3 separate regions of the Mus musculus genome follow, and regions 1 and 2 are each linked to region 3. The links are chromatin contacts, called in public HiCAR-type and promoter capture Hi-C maps. All regions are on one chromosome and are shown on one strand. Each heading gives the region's core, a stretch centred on a gene start, on an enhancer-like site or on the middle of the called end of the contact. The rest is flanking DNA. Distances are from core to core; before and after follow the strand shown. Region 1 overlaps Dgkd (diacylglycerol kinase, delta). Region 2 holds the start of Dgkd (diacylglycerol kinase, delta). Region 3 holds the start of Gigyf2 (GRB10 interacting GYF protein 2).

Region 1 (3,820 bases), core at 134-2,633, 550 kb before region 3:
CCCTCTATTCTAAGATGACTCTATCTGGAATCCCTGAAAGAAAGACTAACAACTAAGAAAACCTTCCCCACCCCCACCAATAGGACTAAAATAGCCATGGCTGTGGTGAGAACCCTTCTAGCCATGCTGCCTTGCTCCATTCCTCATTTCAGCACACTAACTCTCTAGGGATGCTTATCATTCCAGACTTTTCTTTTTGCCCGAGTATTAGAACTGCCACCAACACTGAGCCATGTTAGGCCTTCCAGCCTGCACACTGGGGTTTGAAGTTGACAGCAACATCCCAGCTGCTCCTCTGACACCTGCCTAAGGAGTCCAGCTTTGAGTCTTAACAGGGCAGGAACTCACCACCCAGGGCCAGCAGCTGGGAAGCCTAGAGATAAAGACCTACATATTTTTGTTCACACACTAAGATGCCCGATGACCAGAGTAGCTCTTAGCCCATAAAAAAGATTCACGAGCCTGTGGTTCCCATCTTTCTGAAAGGAAGCTAACTGTAATAGAGTTAGTTATGTGACCATTTTTCCATTTTCAGAGAAAGGGGAAAGGAACAGAAATAATTTTTATGAAAAATAAAGCATGCTTAGTGACAAATAAAATCTGACACCTACTATTTATTACAAGCCAGATGAGATGGGGCTATAGTTCAGTGGTAGACTGTGAATACCACATCCAAGGCTCTGTGTTCAATTCCAACATGACCAAAACGAACAGACGAACAAACAACAAACAACCCTACCAGGAAATAACTGGTATGCAAGTATTTATCCTGTGCATGAGTACTGAGCTCCTAATGAGGCTCCTGAGGAGGTCCTCTAACAGTGCCTCACCTTTGCAGTTTTAGCATAGTAAAGTGTTCGCCCTCGAAGCTTAAAGTACCTCCTCTTGGATCGCTGGAACGAGTTGTTCTGTTTGGTCAGCATGCCTTCTTTGAGGATGGTCTGAAAGCACAAAAGCACACTGTGAGCTGCATTTCTGAGGTGCCCATTGCCCTGAAACAGCCTGTTGTGACTGATGAACAAGGTTGTGCCCCTAAGGGGCCAAGCAGCCTACCAGAAGAACAGTTCTTGTTCTCTCACAGACCTTGACCTCAACACTGGCCATATAAGCACTGTGCTGCCAAGGGAGAAGCAAGGGGTATACCATTTCTCTAACAGAACAGGCCTTAGAGACTCAAGGTGTTTCCTAACTATGCCCAACAGATTAGCAAAGGAGAAACTGAGGTTCGAGGGACTCCAGGAAGTAGCAGCTGGGGGACAACAAAGACCAGTGCATTCTCCAGCTTCAGCATTTGGTAATTTTCAGCTATTCTTGGCCCTGCCTTCGTGTTCTCTGGCCTCCTGCCATTTCTCAGGATCTTGTTGCCAAAACTGTTCACGTTCACTGCTCTGAGTTTCAGTGTGGCTCTAGGCCTGTGTTCTACTCAGCCCTGTGCATGGTTCTGAGGTCAACATAGGCATCTGACACTCATCTCTGTCCTCTCTATTCCCCACTCCCCCACCCCCATGATACTGACAAGCCCATTATACTACAGGAAATATTCCCTTCTCCCTAGAGAACTTCCCCTGCTCAGATAACAGCAAGTCAGAGCATGGTCCCATGTACTTGGCTCCCAGTGAACACTGATCCTAACTTACTACATGAAAATCAAACACTCAAGGAATGGCAAGATGCCCTGAACCACTCAGAGTCAGCAATGCAGTCAACACTAATAACAGGCCTGGTATAGCTCAGTATAGAATGTTTGTCTAGCACACTCAAGGCCCAGGGTTCCATCCCCAGCACTGCAAAGAAAAAAAAAAAAAAATAACAACAATAAATAATGTCCAGAAGAATAAGAACTCAACTCCATATTCAGCACTTTCCTTATACTACAGTTATACAGCTTTGCCCTGTAAACAACTTTTGAAATAGTGTATGTATGAAGCACCTAGACATCTGAATTTTTTTTTTAAGTTTTTCGAGGCAGGGGTTTTCTTGGTTTTTCGGGACAGGGTTTCTGTGTAGCCCTGGCTGTCTTGGAACTTGCTCTGTACACTAGACTGCCCTGAAACTCATAAAATCCACCTGTCTCTGCCTCCCAAGTGCTGGGATTAAAAGCATGCACCACCACCACCACCTGGCATTTAAGGATACTTTAAACTTCCTAACATAAAACCAGAGTAAACAAGACACAGAAACCTTGGGTCATCCAATCGTGCCAAAATAAAAAGACAGCACACTGTATAACTAAGTTTCCACCATCCTGTATCTCAGGGAAGAAAGATAGAGAGAGAGAAAAATATTAAACCAAACCCCAGCTCCTTCACTCCTTAAACACACAAAACCAGGTTTGGGGTCCACAGACCAGCAGAGCACAGGCCATTATATGGTGCCTGAGATTTCCTCTCCTCCTTCTGACACAAGGCATCTTCCTTAGGCACCTTCTAACCAGCCAGGCGGGGTGCACGTGCTCACATTTATTCACAGGCTCACTAGAATGTACTCTGTGGATCCTACCTGGTACTATACCAGCTGCCCTCTTGAGAATTTACCTTCACCTCTTACTTCTGAAAGCACCACTTAGCCTATTTCCAGGCAGTTAAAAAATATCAAGGGAAACATAGCATGATGCCACAAACCAAGGAAGAAGCACATCCAGCTACTGCCACTACAGCAAAACAAGGACCTAAGGCCAGGACACAATCCAATCTGCAGTATGGAGGAGCTAGAACCAGCTTTGATTCTGAGTGCCCTTTCCAGTTCCAAGCTTGCATGGATGGCATTCCTGTTAAATACATCTGTACATAACCATCCACGCATGCCTGAAGCACACACAGAGACCCTCTCCTGTGGACATTAAAGGACTCACTTAGAGCCCTCCTCACCCCAACTCAGCTTCCTTACCTTGGAAGGGGAAGAAATTGCTTCCATTTCTTTCCTAAGTACAAATTTTAAAATAAAAATAAGGCCACAAAACCAACAGGTCAACCCAGAAAAGTTACAAATTATCATTAAAGAAGAGATACAAAAGTATTTTTGTATCTGCTGCTAGTTTTTCTTACAAAAGAGGAAAAAAAGCAAAATTAAAACACAATCTACGCCATCACCCATATACACAGACAAGCACACACAGTCACAAAAATATGTTTCAGTAAGTAGACCAGAGCCTGCAAGCCTGGGCTGCCCAAAGAGACCTGCTGTTCTATTTATAGAACAAGCATGCTCAGAAGGAGACCCTGGTGGGTTTGCAGCGGAAAAGGATGGAGAAAGATAAAAACCAGTTATTTCTTTGAAGCTTTCTCAGAAACAGCATTTGTCTTCTGATTCGCACTCTGAGTACTACAGATATGCTACAGGATATTTTTAAAAACTCGGTCTAAGACAATTAACTTTTAAAAGTGGTCAAGAAAACTGCACCCTGAAACCACATGCTAGATTTTGCAAAGGAAGCCTGCAAGAGGCACCAGAAGAAAATGCTGCTTGCCGGGCAGACCCTCCCCACCAGAGAGGCAGCGAGAGTCAGGGACAGGCACAGGGAGGGGATTCAGCAATGTATTCTCTTTCCTGCCTCTCTTCTTCAAACACAGACATAGAGCAGGCAATAGCGCGGACAACAGTTCAGGCCGCAGAGCAAAGAGGTATACAATAGGGTGTGAGGGCATAGGGTACAGGTGTGTATGTGCAAGGTCTCTCTGCAGAAATATTTAAGGAGGTCAGAGCACATGAGCCTGAGTTACTCAGTTGTTCCTTAGTGTACATACAGACAGAATCCAACAGGAGAGACAAAGTGGACATCACTGCTTGGCTGTTGTTGCATAGGTCACATGGCCCACATCAG
Region 2 (3,388 bases), core at 210-2,709, 530 kb before region 3:
TTAACACCACAACTGTCACTCCTACCAACAACAACAACCAGAACAGCTGGTATAGCAGCTATTGTTTTTGTCCAGAGGAAAGGCAGGGAGACACCTCCTGACCAATAAAACTCTGGACTCAATGCAATTTCGGAGGAGTCCACCGTCCCCACCGCGATCCTGGCCTTCACTCACCATTCCCCTCAGTCAGAGAGTCTGATCTGCCTCACACCACTACCTATCTTAAGGACCAAGCACTAGGAAAGGGCATTTCCATTAGTATCAAGGCTCCTTAAACTTGTTCCTGGGGCTGTAATTGTTATAGCTAGAATAACACAGGTGTTAGGTCCCGTGTGCTGAATGACTTGGGTACCACATAACAAATGGACCACGTCAGCACCTAAATGGCACCCCAATCCCCAACCCCGGCAAGTAACAGAGGGTGGCAGATGATCAAGCAAGAAATGGTTTTTCCAGTAAAGGGTAACTAACTGGCCTCGGAGGAAAAGCGCACTGCAGCAGGATGAGCAAGCCCGTGCCAGCCGGAACTGCCAAGGCTGCCCCACGGTGGCAACCTGCTAGCCACCACCTGTCCAGCCACCTGCCTGAGGAAGCCCTTCCAACAAGGAGGGCTCACCTCGGCAAGAAACCATACGCAGTTTTCAAGAGGAACCAGAAAGGAAAAGCAAAGGGTGCAACTTTATTCTTAGGGAAAGACAACAAAAAGGCATGTGTCTCTCTGCACTGCAACCCGAGCGGCTGGAGTTCTCCACGGAGAGAGTTCTGAGCCCAGCGGGTGAGGAGTCCCGGCTTTCCCAAGGAGGGAGGAGGGTGAAAGGGAGGAAGAGAGGGAGGGAGAGAGGGAGAAGCGGCCACTACACGCGCATCCCTTCCCTTTCGGAACATAGGGGTGAGGACCCCGCAGCGGGCTGAGCAGTGGAGGGAGAGCCTGACGCAGGTGAGTACGGGAAGCTGCACCCGGTGCTCAGACCTACAGACCCCCCAGGCCTCGGGGAGCACGCGCCTGCGGCCCCCGCAGCGGTCCCCGCAGCGGCCCCAGCAGCACGCCGGGCCTCGGTCTCCTCAGCGGCGGCGCCCACCTGCGCCCAGTCCCCGCAGACCGGTCCCCGCGGCCCCGTCCTCGCGGCCCGGTCCCCGCGGTCCGTTAAGCCGCGGCGCGCTCGGCCCCGTAGCAGCGACCGCAGGACCTCGGGCCCGGCAGGGCCTGGGCGGCCGCTCGCACACGGTCACGGGCCTCGGCAGGGACCGCGGCGTGAGGGGCGCGCGCCCGGCCGACGCCGCGGGCTCACCTTCTGCCGGATCTGGCCCGACGTGGACACCTTACGGATAAGCTTCTGCGGGGAGCCCGGCTCAGCCTCGGGTTCACTGTCGGACGACTCCTCAGGCGGCGGCGGCGGAGGTGGCTGAGGAGGACCCGGCGGAGGGGCGCCCGCCGCCGCCGCCATGCTGCCCGGCCAGCGCGCGCGCCGCGGGGGGGCGGGGCGGGGCGGGGATGGGATGGGCCCAGCGCCTGGGGCGGAGCCTGGGCGGGGCGGGGCCTAGAGGCCGGCCGCCCCACCCCACCGCGCCCCCATAGGCAGTGGGCGCAGACGTAGGCTTGCCGGGCCCTTGCTGGGTTGTTTCGGCCTGACCCATCTCTTTCCTTCTGATGTCTTCTGTCGTTTTCTTCTTGGAACACAATTTCTAGTTTTTGTCTCTGAGTACACTGTTTTATCACTCATACCCGAGTGTAAGTGATCTCTAGGAGGCCGCTGGACTATGTTGGTGAAACAGTTTACAGAGTGCGTGAAAGTACACCCAGAGGGAGAACTTCTGTTAAGGCCACTGTTAAGGAAAGATGGAGAACCGGGGAACCGTGTTGTAGGCAGAGGCTAGATCTGTGCAAAGGCCCAGAGGCAAAAAGAAAAAAGAAAGGAAGGAAGGGATTTAGAGGGGCTTAGAGGGAGGAAAATGGGACTAGGACAGGAACTGGAGAGCTTTGGGATCGAGGCTCTGAGGACCAGATACGGGATTGGCCTTTTCTGCTGAGACCTGAGGGCAGCAAGAAACCCGGTTGGAGTTGGGGGAGTAAAGAGGTAGATAAGCTGAGCCTGGCTGGGTCACAAAGCGGAGGATCTATGAAGTATTAAGGCAAATAGGCACTCTGAATTACTGGCTGGGGCTGAGAGATAGAGAAGGGAACTGAGATTCAGAAGGGAGGGATGGGGTACTAGAGAGACATAGCAGAATGAACTCTGAGCCAAAGGAGGACCCTATGCAGTTAGAAAAGGAGTGGCTTCCGTTTGGAGTTTTGTTTTTTTGTTGTTTTGTTTTGTTTGGGCATATTGAGATGGAAAAGGACTTGGGGCCAACCAGGACAATGTGCTACCTTCCTGCTCTGCTCTGCTCTAAGAGGCAAGTCAGCAGAGGACCACCTTGGCTATCCCTTCACCCTTTCAGAGGCTGCTGCTGGAGACCCACCAATCAGCAAGCTTTGGGCCTCTGGACAACTGGACAACTCATTCTAGTGGCAATACAAGTCAGATACCACCAGGAACCACAGGAGGTTCCTAATCTGGCACAAAGATGAGGCCAGGATACTGACCTCCCAACCAGTACAGAGGATGACTTTTGTGAAAAAGATCTGAGATGCCTGGATGAACCAGGACACACTCCACCTATGCTGTAGCCACTGGCTACATACAAGTACTTATATTTAAATTCCTATTAACTAGTACCAGCCTAGGCTAAAGAATGACATTTAAGAAAAGAAAAGAGAAAAAGAAAAAGAAAAAGAACCAAGCTGGGCAGTGGTGGTGCACGCCTTTAATCCCAGCACTCAGGAGCCAAAGCCAGCAGATCTCTGAGTTCAAGGCCAGCCTGATCTACAGACTCAGTTCCAGGACAGCCAGGGCTACACAGAGGAGACCCTGTCTCAAAGAAAACAAAAACAACAAAATTTCAGTTCCTCAGTGACACTAGTCAACATTTGCAGCACTGAATGGCCTCATATGGCTTGGCAGCTACCATAGTGTATGTACTTCTAACACAGACAGATTCTATAGCACTTGATAGTGACAACTGCCCATACTGAGCTCCTGTGCATGCAGGATGAAACACACAGCCCTCAGCCATACCCCACGAACCAAAAGGAAACGGAGCCCCTGCCATGGAAGTCTCAGGTATCACTCCCCTAAGGATGCTAGGGAGGCAGGATGTGAACTCAGACCAACTGATTTCCTCTGTCTGGGTACTACAGGGTTGGTCTCCCAGGAAGTCAAGGCCTGGGGGAAGTTCATAAGTAGAGCATGGGCAGAGAGGCAGAGTGTATGTGGCCGAAGGAAGTTTCCCATGAATCATTACTGAAGTCTTGACCTCTGGGCCCTCAGAATGTGACAGTATCTGTAGG
Region 3 (3,552 bases), core at 918-3,417:
CAGGATCTTTGCCCTCTTTTCCTCTTGGTGAAGGACCCTGCCCTCTACCTATCAGGTGTTTCCTCAAATTTTAGCTTACCTGTAAAGTCTCCTCACAGGACTAAATTTAAAAATTAACCCTTCCCACAATTGTTATCCAGTCCCCCTATCTCTCTTCTTTTTCTTTTTCCCGTTACTCCTACATAAACAGATGGTCCCTACACAGAAATGTTCAACTTAACAAGAGTTTGCACTCTACTATGAGGTAAAAACAATATGGACTCAGTAGAAATCATTCTTCATATTTCTAATTATGATTTCTTCCTGAGTTAACAATATGTATGTAGTACAATACTCCCTGGCATTGCTGGCTAGGACCAGAGAGTCACAAAATCACATAAAATCTAACCATACAAGCGGGAGATGATCAAGATTCTATAGGAGGCTTTGCTGTTATTAATGGGCAGCAGACTGATAGCTTTAAATGCAATTTCAGCTTACATACTTCAACTTTCAATCAATTTAAGGGACACAGCCCAATCATCACATCAAGAAGTATTTGTATATTTTTACTTAAGTATTTAGATGTCCAGAAGTGAGCGCAACACAAACAGAAATGTTTGTCCCTCAGCATTCACACTACATACTGTAGTACTTGTAGTCAAACAGAAAAGAAAGGAAAAGACAAGAATGGCAGCATACAGTACATAATCTCTTCTTCCCCAGCCACAAAACTCTAAATCCTTTGTCAAGTACCAAAAAAGGTATGGTCTTTTTCTTTCTAGCAAATCACCAACATCTTCAACGTTGGTATTTTTCCAGACATATGTCACTTCTAAATGTTTTCCTAGTGTCTTCTTATGTGACAGTGAAGTACATATCCCAGTCTAGGCAATCTAAAAGCTGCTACATTAGGGAAATATCATTAAATGAAGACAAAGTATATGTTCTAACCAAAAGGAAAAATTCTGCCAGTCAGAGCCACAAAAAAGGATGAAAACTCATGTACAAAAAGTAGGATAATAGTTTTTGTAATTTAGGAAGTCATTTGTTACTAAAGAGGAGTAACTACATAAGGAAGACTACAATCCCTGTATACAACACTCTGAAACATAATTACCTATAATTCAAGGTAGATGGGACTAGGTGGGAAGCCATCACTGATTGAGTCCCTTCATTTCTTAAGTTATGTTGGAATACTTACCTTCCTAATAGAACCACTAGGTGTGTTTAAGTGCTTTGACTTTCGAGAAAACTGGAGGTGAGGGGAGACCGTACTAGATAAATGCAAAGCAACGTTACTGCTTCCCAAACGCGGTCACACAATCAGCTCCTTTCACACCCTTCCTTACTTGCTGGCTTGATTTATATTTCAGCTACAAAACCAAAGTGTTCAAGAGTGCTTCGTGGGAAACTGCTTGCCCATTTCAAGCCGGTATGAACATTCGGGTCCCCGGGGCTGCCCGGGGCTCTACTTTCCCAAGCCTCTCAGTCCCAGGATCAGATCATGACTCCACCTTGCCTGGGGCCTGCTCAAGACCAGTCCTCCAGCCCTAGAAGCAGTCTTCCCCAGTCCAGATGCTCGGTGGAGAAGGCAAGGGCGCACCTCCCTGGGGCAGGTGCGGGCAGGAGCGCCGGCAGGAGCAGCTGTCGGCTCGCAGCAGCTGTTAGCCGGGGTACCCCGAGGCTGTGCGGGCGACCAGCCCCGAGGAGCGGGCAGCGGAAGGCGAACCCTCCGGCCTGACACTGCCCACCCCGCCTCCCGCCTCCTCTCCTCGGCTTCCCCCGCGATGCCACGGGGGCGAAAGCAGGGGGCTGCCCTCGGCCGGGACGCTCCCTGGACTGCCGGGACCCTCGCACGGGAGGAGGCTCCTGCTGACCTCGCACCTGCCCTGTCCCCAGGTCTGACGCCCCCAGCCGGCAGCGGCCGTGGCCGCTGCCGGGCAGCCTGAGTGTGTCCATGCGGCCGGCTCGGGCCGGAGCGGCGGGGACGCGACGGTGGGCGCCGGGCCACGGCAGCTCGGGGCGCTATGGCGGGGACTGGGCGCGGGATGGCCGCGGGCAGGGGAGACACACACCGAGCCACTGGTTACCTGCGGTCCGGGACAGGAGTCTCTCAGAACCCAAGTCAATCCTCAGCCTCAACAACACAAGATGGCCGACACGTCGCCACGCACGTCACGTGACCCCGCGCGCCGCGCCGCCCCCCGCCCCGCCTACATCCCCGCCTCACTCCCTCCCTGCTCTCCAGCTTCCCACGACATCGTTCCCTTCCTCGACGGCCTGCCCCTCCCCTCGGACACGCCCCTCCCTGAGACCCGGATGCAGGGCCGGGCGAGGACGGAGCCTGAGTAGCGCAGGCGCACAGTGGGGCCTTTGGCTGCATCTCCTATGGCCCTAGAGTTGAACTGGTGTCCCTAATTGGAGCCTGGCCAGAGGCCCTATGACTCACCGTCCGATGCACCCAATCCAGTGCCCGGTTGCAGTACAAAAATCTCCACATCATTTATGAGCTGGTTTTCCAAGCTAGAACTTTTCCACAGCATTTGGTCTAGCATTTTCCTGCCAGTTGGTCCATCATGGGGCAAATGGTAAAGCTGAAATTCAAAGCAGTTTCCTTTCTTATAGAACTGGAAATTCATCCTGGAGTACTGGAATGTGACAGCTGGGAAGGTTTTAAAAGTTCCTACACCTAGCCAGGCAGTGGTGGCTCACACCTTTAATCCCAGCACTTGGGAGGCAGAGGCAGATCGATTTCTGAGTTCAAGGTCAGCCTGATCTACAGAGTTCCAGGACAGCCAGGGCTATACAGAGAAACCGTGTCTCGAAAAACTAAAAAAAAGTTACTACACCCTTCCACTACATGTGGACCTACAACCCCCTTATATATACTGCCTTCCCATTTTAGGGTTGCGAGATAACGAATAGTAAACCCGGCAATACAGAATACAGGAAATTAATCTGCTGTCTTTCTGAAACTCATGTTTAGCTGGACATACTATATACTTTGATTTGCTAAACCTGGTACATCTACCATTTCAAGTCACCCGGGTCTTTCTGGGACCATTAGTCTTTTCCTGCCTTTCTACTACCTTTGGTGTTTGGGATCCACTCAGTTTCACACAATCACTGCAAAATATCCTCCAGCATTTATCATAGGTCTTCCCATCAACATAAACTTAAGTTTCAGAACACAGTGGCAGACTCCCAACCTAGTCGTTTGGGAGCCCTGGATTCAACACTTGGAAAAAAAATACACACACACACACACACATACATACATACATATATATATATATATATATATATATATACCAACTTCCTCCTCTGCCTCCCTTCCTGAGTCTTGATTCCCTTTCAAAGAGAGACTGTATAAAAGAGCATTAAATTCAGAGAATGATCATTAATCTTGACTGTGATCATTAATCTTGACTGTCAACATGATGGGATTTGGATTCATCATGGAAACAAATATCTGAGCAAATTTATGAGAGATTATCTAGATTATGTTATTTGATGTGGGGAAACCCGAGAGTAGGTAAAGTGGAAAATACCATTCCATTCCATAAGCTA

Evidence for each region. Promoter capture Hi-C pulls out the DNA fragments that hold promoters and counts their contacts. HiCAR-type assays count read pairs that join an accessible place to other places.
Region 1: a contact with region 3 is called in a HiCAR-type map of astrocytes, with 4 times the contacts expected there. The contact joins the enhancer-like site here to the promoter of Gigyf2 in region 3. A contact is called at or near these places in 2 of 39 promoter capture datasets (hippocampal neurons and liver) and 3 of 115 datasets of contacts at active chromatin or transcription factors (astrocytes, extraembryonic endoderm stem cells and microglia).
Region 2: a contact with region 3 is called in a promoter capture Hi-C map of liver, with 7 times the contacts expected there. The contact joins the promoter of Dgkd here to the promoter of Gigyf2 in region 3. A contact is called at or near these places in 4 of 39 promoter capture datasets (hippocampal neurons, liver and pre-B cells), 2 of 484 Hi-C or Micro-C datasets (LSK cells and embryonic stem cells), 9 of 115 datasets of contacts at active chromatin or transcription factors (the SCID.adh cell line, astrocytes, epiblast stem cells and 6 more) and 2 of 9 other capture datasets (adipose tissue and liver).

Annotation. Positions count from the first base shown.
Region 1 is chr1:87,877,489-87,881,308 of GRCm38.p6, reverse strand. Dgkd (diacylglycerol kinase, delta) reads right to left here. Exons shown (of 30, transcript NM_177646.3): 2 at 831-941. Among named protein-coding and RNA genes, the nearest start is that of Gm19582, 25 kb to the right of the region's middle. Within about 2 kb of position 1,383, at least 145 of the 459 cell types and tissues checked have an H3K27ac peak or open chromatin away from gene starts, as enhancers often do. A contact at or near this core is called in astrocytes, liver and microglia, where this site is marked.
Region 2 is chr1:87,851,358-87,854,745 of GRCm38.p6, reverse strand. Dgkd (diacylglycerol kinase, delta) reads right to left here and starts at 1,459. Exons shown (of 30, transcript NM_177646.3): 1 at 1,290-1,459. The coding sequence starts at 1,445. Gm19582 (predicted gene, 19582) reads left to right here and starts at 447. Exons shown (of 2, transcript NR_136921.1): 1 at 447-775; 2 at 888-1,399.
Region 3 is chr1:87,325,613-87,329,164 of GRCm38.p6, reverse strand. Gigyf2 (GRB10 interacting GYF protein 2) reads right to left here and starts at 2,167. Exons shown (of 29, transcript NM_146112.4): 1 at 2,073-2,167.